Linked DNA regions of Mus musculus: region 1 is linked to region 2. Evidence: chromatin contacts called from public Hi-C data. All regions are on one chromosome and are shown on one strand. The core of a region is the stretch at or near the end of the contact, and the rest is flanking DNA. Distances in the headings are between cores, read along the strand shown.

Evidence for each region. A called contact is a pair of places that touch in the nucleus more often than the background predicts.
Region 1: a contact with region 2 is called in a Hi-C map of pre-B cells, with 1.8 times the contacts expected there. The contact joins the promoter of 1110032F04Rik here to the enhancer-like site in region 2. A contact is called at or near these places in 5 of 39 promoter capture datasets (the C10 cell line, hematopoietic stem and progenitor cells, pre-B cells and 1 more), 1 of 15 datasets of contacts at CTCF or cohesin (large pre-B cells), 7 of 484 Hi-C or Micro-C datasets (B cells, LSK cells, Sertoli cells and 4 more) and 2 of 115 datasets of contacts at active chromatin or transcription factors (embryonic limb bud and embryonic stem cells).

The regions. Positions count from the first base shown.
Region 1 is chr3:68,865,357-68,871,995 of GRCm38.p6, reverse strand. It overlaps 1110032F04Rik (RIKEN cDNA 1110032F04 gene), which reads right to left and starts at 2,410. Exons shown (of 1, transcript NM_001167996.1): 1 at 1-2,410. The coding sequence starts at 2,288. The coding sequence ends at 1,545.
Region 2 is chr3:68,609,097-68,616,449 of GRCm38.p6, reverse strand. It overlaps Iqschfp (Iqcj and Schip1 fusion protein), which reads right to left. Exons shown (of 11, transcript NM_001113419.2): 7 at 1-10. Schip1 (schwannomin interacting protein 1) reads right to left here. Exons shown (of 8, transcript NM_001113421.1): 4 at 1-10. Among named protein-coding and RNA genes, the nearest start is that of Gm22073, 65 kb to the right of the region's middle. Within about 2 kb of position 4,974, at least 40 of the 459 cell types and tissues checked have an H3K27ac peak or open chromatin away from gene starts, as enhancers often do. A contact at or near this core is called in B cells, LSK cells and pre-B cells, where this site is marked.

The DNA.
Region 1 (6,639 bases), core at 1,161-3,660, 260 kb before region 2:
TCAAATCATTTTAAAAAATCCAAACCAGCTAATTGGAGATTTCTTGGGCCCACCCAGCTTCTTCAATCATAGACCCATGTGGGTAATCTTTCTTGACAACTGGTATACTTCACGCTTCTCCAGAGGAAGCTGGACTTCTTGCCACCCTTTCCTCCCATGCTAGCCGTAAGCCACCACAGCTATATGGCATACAATGTATATAGTGTACACAGACATTACCATATGTACATTATACATGATGCATTAAAATGTGTCTTATTACCCTTTCCTTAAAGGGAATGTCCCAGAATGGTAAATCTAGTAAAATGATACCACTTAATTTTAATAAACATAGGTTGGGTGAATCCATCTTTGGACATTACTGAAAAGTTTCAGACTTAAATGAAAGTTACTAGTCCATTTTTATGTTTAGAATCACATTGCAGAATGTATCTCAGATGAAAAATAGAGAAGGAAATACAGGCAAGCCATCTTGCTACATGGTGTGGTATATATATATATATATTCCTTTTACATGATTCCATGATGAATGATACAGTTCAGAGCCAGGCTACATAATGTACACAGTTATTATAAAAAGTTATGTATTATGCTTCAGTACTAAAAATAAAATATATTCTCAAATAGTGAAAATAAGATATCCTTCATGTTTTTATGTCACATTTCCTGCTTGACCCTGACCTCCGCTTAATGAAATGATGTCCAACACTGTATTAAACAGTGACAGCACGTGGGCGATTTCTTGACAGTAACTGGCCTAAAACAAAACTGATTATCTTGTCAATTTGTTGAACTGTCTAATGCATGACAAAATATAAAAATAAAGGACAAAGATAAACAGTCTACATACTGAAAAATCAAAGTCCGCTGGTACCACATTACAAATACGGTCTGGACATCTTGAACAGATGCAGCCACTAAGCCATCCATCATGGTACCCCTTCCCCAACAAAACTGTGAGCCAGGAAGACACCAAAGGGTTTTCTGGGTCCTTTTCAAGGGATCGCATCACAGTCAAGCGCTGCTTCTACAGACTGCATGCAGCAGTCACTGGTCGTGGTCCAGAGCCAAAGGCTCCTCACCATTATGTCCTGGGAGACCGTGACCGGTCCAAGCAGGAGAGCAAGGAATGGACCTATGCTCCTTCCCTTTTAACAACAGTAAAGCAAGCCGCTGGTCTCTAAACACACCAAACGGTTTACCTGTTCTTTTGGATTGGAGAAGCAGGCACTTACAGTGAACACAAGGGGAGGCATGGCAGAGGGCGGGGACGACCGTCCAAGAAGAGCTGGGGGCTAGTCCTAAGCCATTGCCCCGCCGAGCTGCCCAGCCTTGAGCCCAAAGAAACATAGAAAACCACAGATTCCCCGGGAAGCGAGAGGGAGGGGACTGACCCCAACCCAGGCGCGGGGCTACAGGTTGTACGGGGATGCTAGGTGTGGTCAGAGGCAGTCAGTGGCGGCCGCCAACACACCAGCTGTTGCGTGCCACCCGCAGCCCCCAACCTTGTAGGATCCGGGCGATCCCCATGAGGCTCCCTGAACTCAGATGAGCGGGAAACGGACCTGGCCGCCGTCGGAGTCCCCGGCACTGCCGCCTCGCGGGCGGCCGAGCACCGACACGGGCAGCACGACCTCCGCTGGGCTGAGCTGCTGCAGCCGCATGGACTCCTCATAGGTGGGCAGGTACTTGACCTCCTCGTAGCTGGGCAGCTGGAGAAACACCGGTGACACCACGTGCAGCTCGTGCTCCGAAACGCAGGAGGGAGGCAGGCGTCCGCCACTTCCTCGGCCCCGACCACCGCCACTATCCAACAGTGAGTCCTGCGAGCCCGCGGCCACCTCGTCGCGCAGCAGAGCGGGCGAGTCGTCGTCGTCGTCGGGTGGCCCCGCCGTCCCCGGCGGTCCCGCACCCCCGGGAGGCCCGGGTCGTGCCTGGCCAGGTCGCGCCTGGCCACGCGGGTACCTGCGTGGGCTGGGGCAGATGATGCGCTGCAGGAAGTAGCCGATGGCGAAGAGCACCAGCAGGATGAGCAGCCCAGAGAGCTTGCGGACGAACCAGCCCACGTTGTCCAGAAAGGCGTGGAGCGGCAGCTTGCAGCAGCGCACGGCCGTGGCGTTGGCCGAGTCGCAGCAGCGCTCCCGCTCACCGCACGCCAGCTCCGCGCAGCCCCCGCCGCCCCGCGAGGGCGCCACCAACGCCAGCGCCAACAGCAGCAGCAGCGGCAGCAGCGGCGGTGGCGCTGGAGCCACCGACAGGCCCTCGGCGGTGACCCCGGGACCCCACATGGCCGGCGCAGATCTCCGCTGGCGTCCGGGACCGCGAGGCTCGGAGCTCCGTCTGGCCCCGGCGCTGCGATGGGTCCCGCGCGCGCCGCCTCCCGCGCCCCGGCTACCTGCGGCCCGAGCGGTGCTCACTTGGCCACGCTGGGGCGGGAGGAGGAGCCCGGGGCGCGCCGAGGCTGCGGGAGGCGGCTGCTGCTCACCGCTGTCGCCGCCTCGGGAGCCTGTGACCTCGAGCCGTAGCGCCTGGGCGCCAGGGTCCCGGGAGAAGCGTGCGGAGCCGCGGAGATGAACAGAGCCGGCCTGCGCTGGGTCTCTCTGGGCATCTCGGCCGTTGCCCGCCGCGCTCTTCTTCCGGCACCTGGGTACCCCGCGGCGCTGGAAGGGTTAAGGCTGAGCTCTCAGCCCCGGAGCCCCTTGATCTTGATTAATTCAGCCGGCGCGCTCTTCCTCGCCAGACGGGCGGGGCGCGCTCTCTCACTAGCGTAGGTGTCTCAGTTTTAAGTGATTGGATTTCCCCGGGAATATTATTTAAATTGACTCGGACCGGGTTCCGCTTACCATCTTTCTTGTGATCTTTCTGATTAAAAATGAATGATGGCCATTAATGGCCAGTGCAGCCCCATTGCTGCCCTAAGGTTCTAGGGTGGGAATTGCTGGATAGTTCTGCTGACAGGTAGGTCCAGGTTGTTGGGGAGCGCGGACCCTAAGAAACTCCAGAACAGGTAAGAATTCTTTGGAGAGGCTCAAGTTACAGCCACAGAGGTAGCCCCAGAGGGACCGAGAAGCACTCTGTTGAGGTGACCCTGCTCACCAAGGAGAAGAAAGAAGACCTTTAGTTCTCAGAGACTCACCTGACCCAGCCCTCGGCTTTCCTGTACTCAAAGAGGACAGCAGAATTGTGGGGTGCAGGGGCTCCCTCCTGCAGCATAAATAGCCTATGTAGGAAGGCGGAGGGGAGCAGTAAGTGGTTGGCCAAGTTCCTGAGCGCGATCTGAAGGTCTTTTTCAAGGTTATTCTTGTTTGCAAAATCTGACTTTAAAGGAAACAAGTACTTTGTTTCCAAATAGTACTTGGGTCCGTTTCCCTTCATGTCACCCACCCCTGGAGGAAAGCTCAGCGCATCCAGACCCTTTGGGCATATATCTGTTGGGTGGTGGAGCCCCTGAGAAAGCTGCTTTGGTTGAGGCAGTATAAAACAGACACACTTACACAGAAGGACTCACTGACGAGGAAAACTAATAGGGAATTTTCAAGGTTGGTGTGAGAAAATAAGTAAAAGGACATACAGTGCCCGAACAGACTCAGCTATGACCCAGGCTTTCTCTTCTGAAGAGAGGAGGAGAGCAAGCAGAATGGGGTGGGGTTAATGGAGGTCAACCATGGGCCAGCTTAAGTGCAAAGTCTTCTGGTTCTTCTTTTGGTGGGAACACCATGCTTTGCTTGAACTTCAAAACGACGATGCTTTCTCTTCTAGGAGAAGTGTCTGTGAAACCTCCCTAAGCCCAGGCGTTTGCTAAGTTCTTGTGAAGCCAAAGCATTCTCTGGCTGTGCTCTGCGGGAAGGACTGAGGCCTAGTCCATAAAGCTTAAATCGACAATGCTTTCAAGCTATAGCCAGATAGGGGAATGTCAGAGTCAAGAGATTGACTCTGATAAAGTGCCTGTTGTATTATTTTCAGTCTCCCCCATTCCTTTCCCGAATTTACATTGAGAATGTATACTGAGTATGTTCTGTATTTGGGGAATCCTGCTAATTGATGAATAAATAATAGCCTCCCAAGAGTGGGGTGACCCCAGTTCTGCATACCAGTTTCAACTGATCAGAGAGAACAAATGCCAAATGTCTTCCTTCTTCATAACTTGCCCTAAGCTAAGATAAAAATTGATGTGTTTAATAGTCTCAGGCTAAGGGAAGCTCATGGCTTGATATGCCATGAGAGAAGTGCAGGGTCTCCTTGGGTTTTTAGAATTAGGGGTCCTAGGATTTCTGCCAGTCCTAGCAGAAGCAATGGCAGAAGGAAAGGGAGGGGGGACTCTGTGATTGATGAAAAGAGGAGGGCGGCCTGCTGGGTGGTGTCTTGAAATTTGAAACAAAGGCATTAAAATTTTAAATTACACTTTATATATTTATTGGGGGGGAATTATCTTCTTCCCCCATGGAAGTCCCAGGAATCAGACTCATGTCTCTGGCCTTGGCAGTGGTCACTTTTACAGTTCCAGGCATCTCACTGGACCCTAAACAATGACGTTTAACCTGTTTCGCTTCTGTCTTCTTTTAGTGAGTTAGAATTTGTTGGCAGATCTTTAGGACACAGTTAAAGAACACAGGCCTTGTATAAAATGAAATACTGAGAAGCCTTGCTTCCATGAAAGCAAAGGAAAGTGAGTATAGAACGGAGTTTTTATTTTTGTTTTCCAAACTGGTAGTCCCAAAGTGTCATCTCTTAGACCCCTCTGCAGACACTCTTGAGTCTCGGGGCCCTTGGTTTCACCTAATCCATCTTTATTTGCAGACTAATGCATTGTGTGCAGCTTTCCGAAGGGAAGAAGAGCAATCCGAGTGCTCCACGTTGCTGCGTTCATTCCTCAGATGCCTTTGCTTATATCTAACTTGCAAATGAGTAGGACAGGAAGACAGAAGTTAATCACATGTCTCATAGGAGTTTCATAGGAAAAAGTGCATTTTGTTAAAATTTGCACTAGATTGTGCTAATAAGTACACGGGGGTGGGGGAAGATAGTGAAAGGTGACTGACTTTGATCTAAAATGCATGCTTTGTTGGAATACAGTTTGGTAAAAATAAAGAACATTACGAGCTGGGGAAGGAACTGGGTTTGGATCCCTGGCAGCCATATAAAAAGCTGGGTGGGTCAGCACAGATCTGAGGAGGTGAAGAAAGCCAGGTCCTGCAAGCTTGCTAGGATCAGTGAGCTCTAAGTTTTGAAAAAGACTCTCGAAAAATAAGGTAGCTGTCAACTAAAAAGACACCTGATATCAACCTCTGGTTTACACGCGCGCGCGCACACACACACACACACACACACACACACACACACACACACACTTAAGAACATGAGCTGAGCTGCTCATAGTGACAGATGTGTTCCTGACAGCTTGAGATAAACCAAGTGGATCCATCATGAATCCATCATGCATAGCGCATCACACGAGAACGGAAGGTCATTTCCTCTCATGTGTGCTGCCCAGGGTTTCTTGCCTTCAGGCCTGAGAAACAACAACCCTAACCTTTTCACATCCCTTCTTCAAAATGTCTAGGCATGGGCAGTTTGGAACATGTAAACAATCCGGACTGTAAGAAGCACTCAGGGTGTGCAGCATGGCCCTTCCTATTGACATCTCATTACTATAATTGATTTATTAAATACCCTCCTTTTGTGGCTTTCCTTCACTTGTAATAAGTCTTCCCTGAATAACAGTTAAGGGTTTTGTAAATATTTGCATGAATGTGCCTTCCTAGAAATGACTTGTGACCCGAGATAATCTGCTTTGGGTTTGTTTGGGGTTTTAATATCATATTTCTCCCCTTCCTCCTTCAATAAATATTTAATGTGGGCCCTTATCTGAGTTAAGTACTCGGTCCCACTCTGGGGATGTTATGAAATCAAGCCTTTCTCTGTCCTCGGGGAGTTTACTAAGAGGGTTTAGGATGCAACAGAAAAACAGTCAAAATAATGAAACGATTTGCCATCGATGAATGCTTATGGAAAAGTTCACTATGCAAAGCTTTCACCTTGGCCTGCCATGGGGATGATACTGGCTTAGAAGATCTTTCTAGAAAAAATATCTCTGTAAAACAGAACAAAAAATAGGAGGCAGAGATCTTTTGGGCAAAGGAAAGTTTATAACGCTAAGTCTCCAGAGTGGCATGGTTCTTCATCTAACTTCTCTAGTGTTCGGAAAAAGCAGTGTCACTTGGACTGCAAGAGTTGCTGCTATAGACAGGCTTTCAGTAACTAAACCACCCCTACAGTTAGACCGTCTCAAAGTCAACCTTCTTCCACCCAGTGGTCTAGGTGGTGATGGTTATCGTTAGTTCTCTTAGAGACCAGGAAAGAGATGGTAGGGTTTCCTGTTCTTCCAGTCTTCCTGTCTTGACTGGAGCATTATTCAGAATTCCTCTTTCAACATGGTGAACTCCCGACTAGTCAGCAAAAGGCTTCTTCAAACTACATGCTAGGAGAAAGATCGAAGTAAGATGTCCTGACTTTTTTTGTTTAAACTATGTGCAAAAGGAAATGGAGTGCTTGCCCCAGGACGGAGATTGAAATTTTCAGGCCCTTATGAACATAAGGGCCTCACTCTGTAGCCATAGGCGGGCCTTGAATTCACATTTG
Region 2 (7,353 bases), core at 3,725-6,224:
GCTCTGTAGTCTGGGTGGGAACAAGCGGGACAGTCATTCTGCTTAGCTATTTGTTACCTGACTGTAGCTGATTAAACGGGGTTAACTATCAAAACAGTTCTATGTGCTCTTCATGTGGAGAACTTAGTGACCCAAATCATTCTACATTTCCTTCTGTTGTGGTTGAGACAGGATTTTGCTACGTAGCCTGGGATGGCAATCCTTCTGCCTCAGCCAATTCTTTCCTGCAATTAAAAAGTTTATCAGAGGGCCTCCCAGAATTCCGGTCTTTTTTCCACATCAGTTTGTCGCTTAACGCTCTACGTTATAGCACCCAGTGGATAACAAACACAGAGCTGGCCCATACAGAAAGATGTTTTGTGTTTGCAGTTCTGCCACTCGAGATGAACAGACTTGAGCCAATAATGTGGTGGAATGCTATTTCGAATTCTGCTTTAGAAGGACAACCCAAACAAGTTCACAAGAACCAGTGTCCCAAGACTATGAAGAAAGTTTCCTTCCCCTCCAGGAAGACAGGGACACTCAATGAGAACCTTTATTTAAAGCGGTTGCCAAAAGCCAACAGAGGAAGCGCAACTTCTGTCACTCAAAGACAAAAACACCACAGGTCTGTTTACCCCAAGAGGCAGAAGCAAATCCCAGGGTGTTGGAAGTCACAGCACGCATGCGCTTCTGCAGACTGGCCCCCACACCCAGCACCATGAGAACAGACTCCTCTTGGGAGCTCAGGAGTCTGAAACTCCAGAAAGGATGGTCTGGAGTCAGACAGGACAAGCACTGCGATGACCGTGGCCAGACGGTGGGCTCCGCTCTTGGTCCTAACTAGCTTTTAAAGGTGAACCATATCCTCTCAGTACTATTTGGTCATTCTCAGGGTCTCCAGCATCCCAGTCCTGTGGGAAAGTAAGTCTTGTATGTGTGTGTGGGTATGTATGGGGGTGGGGTGCCAGAAGGGGCCATAGGGAGCCATTCTAAGCCCACTTTGGGGCAAAGGACACCAAATTTGCTCTGGTGTTATTCATGCTGCAAGGATCTAATCTAATACTTGACATTGTTTGGTTGTCTTTATCCTAATGATGGAGAAGCTTTGCACGTCTTGCTCATGACTACACTTGCTCCCCCATTTAGTCTCAGCACTGCGATTAAGATGGATATGTACTGCCACCTATTGTTAGACTTTATAATTGTACAAGCTCCGGCTTAGTTTTCCCTTAAAAAACCTTCCTGACACAGATGAGGAGGCCAGGCCCAGAGCTGAAAGGAAGCAGGCCACAGGATGACTGGTTTACAGCGGGTTCCAAACCCTGAGTTTGCTCAGAGCTTGGCATGGGGAGGGTGCTCTGTACATATGACCTACCTTCCTTTCTCCACTTTCTGGAAGCTGGGCAAAAACACAGAGACTCTTAGAGCTGACGTGACTTTCTAAAGGGACTGTACCCTAACACTGCTCCCACACTGAAAGCCACCCCATGATAGTCTGCTGTCTGAAGGAAGACTCACTCACGCCATCCATAACTAGTCAGCAGCTGGCCCTACAGTTGTGCCGGGACCTGCCTCCTTTAAATTTTCTTCACGTATCTTGCGGTATCTAGTATGTTCAGATTTCCCTTTGATCCAGACACGCTGAGTTTAGCAGATTTTTGATATCTGCAGTTCATCTAAAAAGTAGAATCAAGAAATTTTAACAATAAAATCAAGATCTATGGTTCGGAAGGTGATAGCAAGGACAGTCTGGGGACGCATTTGAATCTCACTCCAGTCAAGGGTTATATAGCATTTCCTAGATATGAATAAAGTCTCACAAAGAAGCTGCCTGCTGGAGAGAAAACTAAAAACATAAACAACCAGCAAGAAAGGATATCACAAAACCAAGTTAAAGATGCCCACGGACAAATATCTTCATTCTGAGCAAAAAATGATTATAAATTCTACAGCTCTGCCCCCAACTGGCCAACCACCCACAAGGAACTTCTAACAGCTGGGGGGACTTCAAGAATGCTTCCAGTACAGATTCAGAGCCCCCACCCCACCTTAGTAGCATAGTAGCCCGGTGGGAAACTGAATGAAGCTTGGGTGGGTGGGATGGGGGTGGGGTGGGGGGAGGGCTTGTAATTCCTTACAGCAGTAAGAAAGCTGCTCACAGGGACAATGGGACATCATGGCTGATTAAGAAAGGGTTTTAGTAAAGACATCTTCAATGGGCTCCCATTTCGAGGGGGATTTCTTTGCCTTTAGCCTTTAATCGCATTTTAGGAGGAAGACAGCTCTGGGTGAAACTCAACCACTTTCCCCAAGCAGAGAGGCTTGGCTGAAGGGTGATAGGGCCACCAGGTCTTCTGAAGGCCTCTGTGCCATGGAGTCAAAGAACAGATAATCCCCACTCCCGCCTTCCTGCCTGGCAGTGAGATTCACAGCTGTCTGCACAGTTTATTTCTGAAAAGTGCACTTCCCTGGGTCTCTGACCTTTTGCTACCTCACTTAAATCCTGCTTAGTTCAGTCTTCCTTGGTCTCTCGAGCCCAACACCAGGTGAAATAAAAGATTTTGCTTATGGAAGCTATCATTCGGGGTCATTTGATGTTTTAAAAGAAATTTATTTTGTTTATGTGTGTTTGGGACTATATGAGTGTACACACACAGACACACAGACACACACAGACACACAGACACACACACACAGACACACACACACACACACACACACACACAAGTATGAGTGCTTGTGGAAGCCAGAAGAGTCTGGTCTGAGACATCTCTCTAAGTATTTATCAGAACATTGCGTTAAAAAAAAATGGCACAGGTAGTCTGTCTTGCTGGTTGATTTGATTTCTGGAAGGTCTAGGTGGTGATTACCCCTGGAATCTCTTCATTATGGACCACACAGATGTCATACAGCAGAGCTACACAGAAGCATCCCCTCTAGAGGGGATGGAGGATAGAGGGTGGTTGCTGGAGGAGGCTCAGAACTTGTTGAAGACATGATTTCAGCATTCCAGCGCGAGCAGAAGTGGCTCCCGTGGGATGGTGTGGATTGCTTAAGTGGAAGGGCATGAATGGGGAGACTCAAGAGGTGTGTTTTACAGTGAGTGAGAAGAGCATCGTCTGCAGTTGGGCTTGGAGGATGGCAGACACAGGATGTTCATTGCTACCAAAGGAGATCTTAAAGCATAGCCAATGGTATACAACTCAGTAAGCCAACAAAACCAAAATCCCAAAACAGCTCTTCTTCAGGCAGTGATACCCGTAATCCCACACACAGGAAACAGAGGCAGGAAGGTTGAGAGTTGAGGCCATCCTGGGCTGCATGAGGAGTTGTTGTCTCTAAAGGCTGAGGAATTGGCATAGAGCTCAGGGGTAGAACACTGGCCTATGACAAGCAAGGCCCTGGATCTGACTGCTAGTGCTGAAGGGGTAAAAAGTCCATTTTTTTTTAAAAAATGCAGAAACAAGACTTGTGTTCGCCAGACATAAGCAACGTCATGGTTTTAAGTTTTCTGGTAACTTCCAGGAGGGTGGAAAAGATCATAAGTCAGGCTTGTGGGGCCTGGCGAGATGGCTCAGTGGTTAAGAGCACTGACTGCACTTCTGAAGGTCCTGAGTTCAAACCCCAGCAACGTGGCTCACAACCATCTGTAATGAGATCTGATGCCCTCTTCTGGAGAGTCTTAAGACAGCTACAGTGTACTTACATATAATAAATAAATCTTAAAAAAAAAAAATCAGGCTTGTGTCCTTGGTCTTAGGTTGGGCTGATTAAAGTCTGGTCTGAGGGCAGCTCTGAAAGTTCCTTCTTGTTTTCTAGTTCTAGAAATGAGAATATGGCTTAGGCAATGTATGAATATTTAATGTGTGTGTGTGTGTGTGTGTGTGTGTGCCCGCGCGCACGCACGCACACGCAGTATATGAATCTACACTTGTAGGTCAGAGGAGATTTTTCCTTAACTCTATCCATTTTATTCTTTTGAGACAGGGTCTTTCACTGAACTTGAAGTTTTGGCTAGGCTGTCTGACCAGTGAACTTCAGGATCTACCAGTCTTCATGCCTCCAATCCTGAGGTTAGAGACATTGTTGACATGCCCAACTTTTGTGTGGATCCTAGGGACTTGAACTCGACTCAGGTTCTCACGCTTGCACAGCAAGCATCCTAACTCACTGACCTATCTCTCTGACCCATTTCTAAGATTCTTTTAAGATTCCACACTCTTTCGAGCCTTGACTCTGCCATCACTCTCTGATGGCTCTCCATGTCAGTTCATCTCAGAGCTCAGAACCAAAGCCTAGGAACACATGAGAGCTCTGTTTTAATTTACCAGATCCTACCTGTGTTTGGCAGCATAATTTTACAGGGCTCATGCCTCCTATCATTGTTCATAATTTCAAGGCAACTGTAGGGCCAGGAAACAGAGCAAGAGGGACCTTCCGGATGCCTATGGGTTCCCAGCTTATATTGCTCATTAACTGTCTACAGCCATTGTGGCTCGAGAGCCACAGTCCCGCAGTGCCTTTCATAACTCAACATCCCCAACAGTTTGTGGCTAAGCTGTTAGAATACATTATTTCCATTTATCTGAATGGATCTTTGATGCATTATTCAAAGGCTTTATACATAATGAATAATCACTCATATTTTTCATGCCATTTTTCTGTTTCATATTGATTTCAAAGGGGATAGAGTATCAACTATGGATTATAACTACCCAAGGGTATGTAGAAGTGCTCTTCATTTTTCTGGGACTATGTTGTGATGACTGTGAGGACAACTCAGTTTGGGTGAGCTTTAGCTACACATCATGTGGTATGGTGGTAGGTTACTATTGCTTCGTAGAGAATTATAAAATACTCCTGCAGCCCACAAACTCTGCCTCTTTCTCTTCCCCATTTACTGTGCCTTGTAGATCATTTACCTCAAGAACTACACAAATGCCTACTGCTCTTTTAAAAAATGAGAGAGGAACATGGTTTCTACTTCTCCACATTCGTTACGGATGTAAACACAATGCTACAGCTTCTTCTATTCTCACAAGAGTGTATAACCTTCCTCTTGCTTCGAGGTCTAGTCAAGAAACAGGAAACCACTCTATTGGACTTAAAAAAAAATCATTCTGTCTACTCACCAGCTGCAAATGTTGCTGGTTCAACACATGGCTTCATCACACAAAAGCACCATAAAAGATTTTCCTAAGTATGTATGCAAGATAAGGATTGTTTGATTCCTTCCTTCCTTCCTTCCTTCCTTCCTTCCTTCCTTCCTTCCTTCCAGGAGCAGGCAACAGGCAACACACTTTCTAATTTGCTACAGTCCGACTACGGTCTACTGGTTTTTATTTGGATGCGTTCACTCATTGCAGTTCTTTGTTGGACCATGCAGGCATTTTATGGTGCTTAACCGTTGTTAGTGGAGGCACGGCAGTTGATGGAGGAATAAAACCGAGGTCTTCCGGCAGGTCACAAGTTCTGAGTCATCCGACACTGTGTGTAATTACACACATTGGAAGGGAGCTCAAAAACACTTGGTGAATGCTCCCTATTCCATCAAACACCTTTGCTACCTGGACATTACTAAAGTAAGGTGCCAGCCAGGAATGTTAAAGCAGAGAGCTTCAAATGAAAGGAAGTGGGGCGGGCAGATGGGTGAATCCAGAAGAGAGCCCAGAGGTCCATCCTCCTTTGGAAGTCATGTGGCCAGAAAAGCTAACTGGTATTTCTAACTACGTGCCAAAAAGTGAGTAGTCGGATGGGGGCAACAGGTCACTTTGTGTCTTGTCCTGCCCTGGCTTGCTTGCTTTCTCTTTCTTTCTTTCTTTCTTTCTTTCTTTCTTTCTTTCTTTCTTTCTTTCTTTCTTTCTTTCTTTCTTCCTTTCTTTTCTTTCTTCCTTCCTTCCTTCCTTCCTTCCTTCCTTTCTTTCTTTCTTTCTTTCTTTTCTTTCTTTCTTTCTTTCTTTCTTTCTTTCTTTCTTTCTTTCTTTCTTTCTTTCTTTCTTTCTTTCTTTCTATACGTCTGACCTGGCATCTTAAGAGAAGAGGAAATAGCACTACAGGCAGTGGGCCTGTGAACAGCTGTGCCTGGGTTTTCTTCTCTATAGCAAATACACAGTCCCCATTTCTGCTCTAAGGCTAGTTCTCAATTCTTCTTTCTGTACGTGTTCAGCGCTCAGCTGACAGGCTTCCAAGACCTCATGGCCATACAGTCTCTGTGACTAAGCAGCCAGTAGGTAGGTCGGCCACCCACGAGCTTTCCTCTGGAGAAGTGTCAGCCCGCTTCCTAACCTGGGCTCCAGAGAGCTATAAATACTTGCATTCCTCAGACAGCTGTTGGTTCTCATTCCACATCAGTGCCAATTTCTTTCACTGATGACCACTTCCCTGTAATTGAATTCGGAATTACAGGATTTTAATGTCTGCAAAATGTATTTTCAAGAGGAATACTCTTCAGTATGAATGGAAGGCAAGAACGAGCCCTCTTAGGATAGTAGGCATAAGATAGCTAGAGGTCAAATGTGATCTATTTTCATCTTAATTGAGTTCTGACGATTTCCAAGCAGCCTACTTATGAAATAAAAAGTTGCCGTCTGATAGCATCCGTTGTGTGCCAGGCACTTTGCCCACCTTACTTATGAGTGGGGACCTTGCTTTATGTAGGAAAAACAAAGTCCCAGACAGGTACAACTGCACAAAGTCACAGTGGTATGTGTCCTCCCTCCTGAGGGGCTAGGACACTTTCAGAAGGGTAAAATGAATTCATAAATGAGAATAAAAGAGAAGATGAAAACACAAGCAAAATAAAACCAAAACGAAACAAAAATCTGGAAACTAAAATGCTTAAGAATAAAAGATGAAATATGATGAGTTACTCAGCTAGCAAACGCACAGGTATGCACACACACACACACACACACACACACATTGGAATAGCTGAGAAAATGGCTGAAATGGCCTGATACAGTCTTAAGTAAAAAAAGGGTCAACAAAGAGTAGCTGCAGTGTGACTCCAATTTTATGCATAAAAATGCCAGCTCAATAGCTCGGCAGGAAAGGTCCCCTTCTGCTGCGCCTGATGAGCTAATTTCAATCCCAGGGCTCACCATAACGGAAAGAGCCGACTCAAGTTGTCTTCTGACCTTTGCGCATGTGCCGTGGCACACATGTGCTCCCTACCCCACAAAAATAGAGAAAATGAGTAATCTCAAATGTTTAGGTAAGATGGGAAGAAACAGACTTAAACAGTTCTTGGTGGAAGGCATCAAGTTGACTTTAGACTCGTCTCCCTCGAATGCCTCTGAGTTGTCATGTGTGGGCACTTGGTAAGAACTAGACAAGGCAAAGGAGAGAGGATGAGAGTTGGCGGTAGAGCCT